2 separate regions of the Sus scrofa genome follow, and region 2 is linked to region 1. The links are chromatin contacts, called in public promoter capture Hi-C maps. All regions are on one chromosome and are shown on one strand. Each heading gives the region's core, a stretch centred on a gene start, on an enhancer-like site or on the middle of the called end of the contact. The rest is flanking DNA. Distances are from core to core; before and after follow the strand shown. Region 1 holds the start of FMO1 (flavin containing monooxygenase 1). Region 2 holds the start of FMO4 (dimethylaniline monooxygenase [N-oxide-forming] 4).

What was found. Promoter capture Hi-C pulls out the DNA fragments that hold promoters and counts their contacts.
Region 2: a promoter capture Hi-C map of liver shows a contact between it and region 1, with 2.1 times the contacts expected there. The contact joins the promoter of FMO4 here to the promoter of FMO1 in region 1. A contact is called at or near these places in 1 of 5 promoter capture datasets (liver) and 4 of 47 Hi-C or Micro-C datasets (heart right ventricle, liver and omental adipose tissue).

Annotation. Positions count from the first base shown.
Region 1 is chr9:63,859,823-63,862,522 of Sscrofa11.1, reverse strand. FMO1 (flavin containing monooxygenase 1) reads right to left here and starts at 1,283. Exons shown (of 9, transcript NM_214064.1): 1 at 1,234-1,283. It also overlaps the pseudogene LOC106507839.
Region 2 is chr9:63,907,555-63,910,254 of Sscrofa11.1, reverse strand. It overlaps FMO4 (dimethylaniline monooxygenase [N-oxide-forming] 4), which reads right to left and starts at 1,409. Exons shown (of 10, transcript XR_002335778.1): 1 at 1,269-1,409; 2 at 1,061-1,160.

The sequences.
Region 1 (2,700 bases), core at 34-2,533:
TGGGCCTGACTACTTAATATGAAAAACTATAGTCTGGGGACTCTGTGAGAATTACAAAATAAAGAAGTCCTTGAATGTACGAAGTTTAGGAAACTCTAGATTATAGTCTTTCCTTCTGGATATATTTTTAATTGATTTTTAATTGGTAAATAAGATGGAGACCTTATCCACCAGTGTTAGGAAAATGCAAATTATCTTTATCTGAGTCTAGCAGTATATCAATTGATTAATTTCTTAACTGCTTATAGTGTGACTCACCTATGTATTTCCTAGGAAGCCATCTTCACTAGTGCATTGGAATTGCATCTAGTCTTTTCTTTGTATATTACCCATTCCTCTCTCTCTTCCCTTTTCTCTTTCTCTCTGTCTCTCTGTCCTGTGTTCTTTGTGTCTTTCTCTTTGTCTCTGTCTTTCTCACACAGAGATACACACACACACACACACACACACACACACACACACCTCAGCACACAGATCCTGGCACAGGCTGTACAATGATATGATATTCTTAATGGGCTGTGCATTTCAAGAATAAGCAGAGAGAGTAGTTGAATGGCAATTGAGGGTGAGTGAAGGTGCCCACTTAGCCCTTAGGAACAAATGAGTACCAGCCGGTAAGAAATTTGGATTAGAGCAAGGCCATTCTCTGGGATTTCTATCCTCCAGCAGTTCCCCACCAATATAAGCCTATTCCTAAACACAACCACGAAGTAAGAAAAATTCTGCCAGGCTCTGCATTCATCATACCTGTTACAAGGCTAAAGATGTTCCCTAGGCTGGAAGAGAAACTAAGAAATAACGAAGGGTAGACTAGTTTCTCCATTTGTAAATCAGATGGCATTCAACTGGATATCTACAAGAGATTTTCAAAACCCTTACAATTTATAATCTTATGAATTCAGCTGGAAGTGGGACCAGAAAAAAGATCTGACAATAGTATGCAAATCAAAACATTTTGTCATAATGCACAGAATGGAGCACTTTTAGCAACGGGAACCAAGGACAACATGCCAACATAAATTAGATTCGAAAAGAGAGGGGGTTGTCCTCTCTTTCCCAGCATGTGCCCAATGCCAATATCTGGTAGACAAACCCCCAAAGCATTGTTCGGCACCATGTTAGAAGCTATTAATGGAAACACTTGAGAAAAAAATACTGATTTTCCTTTGCATTAGGAATCCAAGTTTTATCTTCTAATTAACCACTTAGTAATCTACCCAGCAAAGTACTTACCAGTGTACACAGAAGACTTGATAATATCTGACTTTACTGTCCCCAAGCACTCAAGCATTTACTTACCACTCTCTTTGTACTTTGAGGCAGGAGTGGCTTTATAGCTCTTCCACAGACTGAGGGAGTGGCATTCTGGTGAGGTGATTCTGTCCTGAAGCTCAGTAACAAAACAGGAAAAATCTGGGCCCCACCTCCCTAATCCAAGGGAACCAGAGATTTTATCTTGTTGTTTATGTACTAGAAGTTCCTGCTGCCAAGACTTGGCCACAGTGAGGACTTGAGCCTGCAGAAATCTTATGGATGGATGATCCTGAGCCTGTGCTGGCCTAGGAGTCCCCAGTACACCAGGCTCTGCATTCATCATACCTGTTATGCCGAATTTGGAATCTAAGGTTAACCATTGTTTATACTTTAACTTGAATACTTGCAACAGCGAAATGCTAAAAGAAACACTGACTGGTGATATGCACTTTAAATTATTCTTTTCCCTGCAAAATAGAAATCATCGAGTCACAGCAGCATCTTCATTGTTTATAGATTTCATTCTTTAAAAGGGAGGGAATAAATAAAATAAGGTGATTATGACAACATCTTGTACACCAGAGATTCACTTTTAAGTGATTCGATCCACTTCCCATTTATAGAAAATCATTATTATTATTATTTTAAAATCATATATCACCCACATGATTAAGTTCAATTTTTAAAGCCTTCTTAAGTGTAGATGACTAGCCAGGCACTTGGAAATATGACAAACCTATGGGAGAAACATGACTTTGGAGTCACAAATCCTGGGTTTAAGTAATGTTTTCACAAGTTACTTTCTGAGTAATCTTGAAGAAATTACATAACTTTTTAAAGCTTAAATTTCCTCAAAGATAAGCATAATAATTCTTGCCTCAGATAGTTGTGGTGGGGATTAAATGAGATGATGCACATAGAGAGTCTTGTACATAGTAAACACTCTGCAAATAGCTGTGGTGATGATAGAAATAGCGGTGATGATGCCATTACCAGAAGAGAGAACGTGTCGTTCTGTAATATTGAAATGATTCCCACCAGCACAGAGAGTAAACTCCAGGAAAGATTGTGTAAGCCTGAAGAAGCAGGAGGAAGGTTCTGGAAGGGCAAAATTTTTTTTTCTTGATTTTTTTTTTGTCATTAGTAATGTTTCTAGAAACATGGTTGGCAAAATTAAAAAAAGGCACAAAAAGGGATTAATGATAAATGTTTACAACTTTCAGTGAAGAGTACCAAAGTATGTTTTACAAAAAAAAGCAGAGAAAAAGTTCAGTAATTCATGCACAACTTGAGCTTAAAAAAAAAAGGAACTTCTCTTCAGATAGGCCCTGAGGCTTAAGAAAATGAGTTTTCCTAATCACATGCTTCATGTAAAACAAAATGTAAAGCTGCATATATATATATATATATTATACCAAATATATATATATATTTGGTATAATGGTG
Region 2 (2,700 bases), core at 160-2,659, 48 kb before region 1:
CCCCCAACATATAGAAGAACTACTTGATGAAGCATTCTTCATTTCTGGAAGAAGGAGGACCATAAGAACCAGTCCTGGGGCCACTTAAACACCAGCTTTGAAAGAAAATGCAAGCTTGCCTCTACTCTGATTTGGGGAGTGGCCCTATATTCCACTCCCCAAATGATAAAACCACCTCCTAATCTTTTCCAAGGGGGCCACAGTCTTTAAGGCATCAGCATGCTGTGGCTGATTTTGCCTGGCAATAAATAAAGCCATCTTTTTCTCCTTCAAGCAAAACTCCGTCTCTGCATTTCTATTAGGCAACTGTTGAGTTTGACTTTCAGCAACAAATACTGCAGGCTTGAAGGGCCAGGGGGGTGTAAGATGTGTTAAGCCCCTTGTAAACAATAAAGTGTGCTATAAAGTGTGCATAAGTTCCATTGTAGGTCAAAGGTTGCTGATATTTGCTTCCTTAATAGAAAGGAGTCCTAAGCTACTGAATTGGACTTTTGGACAACATCAAAACCCATCCCATGCCTGACAGACTATAAATTCCTACATTTTGTCATGCCTGACAAAATGTAGGAATTGTTTTTGAGACATGGAGAGACTTGGGTGATTAGGCTATTATGTAACTAGTTATGATTTATATGACAGAAATTTGATCTATTCATATTTATTATCATTCTACCAGTGTTCTTCCTTTGCTACAGTATGTCCTGCCATAACACTCGTGGAGTATTTTGTGTTTCCCAATGCCTGGCAATGCCATCTCATCCATAAAGTGAAATCAGAAGTGAGCCTGGAATGACAGAAAGTCCCACAGTTCTGTTATTCTCACCCACACCTCCTTTCTGGGTGTTTTCACCCTACAACATAACTTTGTTTCCTTACAATTCCTTTGCTTCCGGTTTTCTCCATAATTCTCTGCTTTAACCTTAATCAGGAGGCTCCTGAAGAAGAGGATCACAATAATTTTTAAGGAATGCACTCTCCAAGGAGAATATTCATCCTCTGTGAAAGCAGCTCCTGGAAAAATACCCCCATTAAAAAAAAAAAAAAAATCCAGGACACTTACCTTGTTGGCATAGAGTAGATATTCTGACAAATTATTTCTCAAAACCAATACCAAAGGTAGTGTTTGTCTTGAAAAACAATTGAAACTCCAACTCTTTGTTCTGGAAGGAAAATAAAAGAACGCCAACTATCACAAAATTGCTCTCGGTTTAAAACAAAAACCCATTCGTCTTTCCTGTCCTGCTGGTGATAGCAGAAAGTATACTCACAGAGCAAAACAAAACAGAAAAAGTTGTGTGGGACACGGCTAGATACTTCCGTGATCTCGAGGGAGGGCTAAATGACGAGTTAGAATAATGCTTTCGGATTCGAAGGCCACAAGCGACTTCTGACCCTTTTCCCCCACCCTCCGAAACGTCACAGTTCCGGCAAAGCCCTAAAGGGGAGCATAGGTTAAGTGGCCGCTCTTCTCCTCGTAGCCGTTAGAGGGCGCCAAGTCACCCCCAAACCACAGCCCCCAGGGAGAGGGGCAGTGTACTTTCTAAATTCTGACTCTTTTATTAGTCCCTTCAGTGGTCATAGGAGCGGGCCATGGGAGAAAGTCATTTGTCATGTCAGCAGTTCTTCCAAGTCTAGAGTTCCCGCACCCCAGAAGTGTGATTTCAAAATTGAGAATTTATAAGGGATTTAAGCAGTTTCGTCTTTTCAGAAAAGGTCAGCAGAGGGAGCTGGTAAAACATGTTTGAGAAAACATGAAACTAGTTTTAGATATTAACCCAGGGCACACGAAAAGGAATAATTACAGAAGCACTGGCAGTAATAGAATAGTAAGTACACAGCATCTTTTTCTCCACTGAGTGCTTGGAAGCCAGCATAAAGGACCATCTTCAGCTCATTGAACAATCATAGATGCAAATGCCCACAAGGGTCGGAGAAGAGGGCCTGATCAGATCTGACTGGAAAGCACCTGCCCACCCCCATGTATTAGGTTTAGCTAAATAGTGCTATTTGAGAGCATAAGCCCACTATTGCAAGGTTTTAAGCTCCTTTCAATAGAGACTGAAAATTCAGATTTTTATATAAAGTCTGCTGTTGGCAACATATTTTTTCTTTTGAGAAATATTAAGTCCACAGAGAAGTTGTAAGAGTTATTTTATTAATGAACACTAATGTATTCCTCACCCATTTCATCAACTAGCAACCTCTTGACACACTGACATTTTCTTTCTCTCTCTCCACCCATGTTTACACACATATGCATCTGTAGACACACATCTAAAAGTAGTCTTCAGATGGCAAGTTGCCATCCGGATATTTTAGCACATTATCTTGCAAGAAGAATGGCATTCTTCCACACAACCATATTTCAATTATGGTATATAAGAAAATCAGTATAAATTCAATAACTTACGTAACATACAGGTCATTTTCAGTTGTCCCCCAAATATTTTTATTTATTTATTTATTTATTTTTGTCTTTTTGCTATTTCTTGGGCCGCTCACGCGGCATATGGAGGTTCCCAGGCTAGGGGTCGAATCGGAGCTGTAGCCGCCAGCCTATGCCAGAGCCACAGCAACGCTGGATTCGAGCTGCGTCTGCAACCTACACCACAGCTCACGCCGGATCGTTAACCCACTGAGCAAGGGCAGGGACCGAACCCGCAACCTCATGGTTCCTAGTCGGATTCATTAACCACTGAG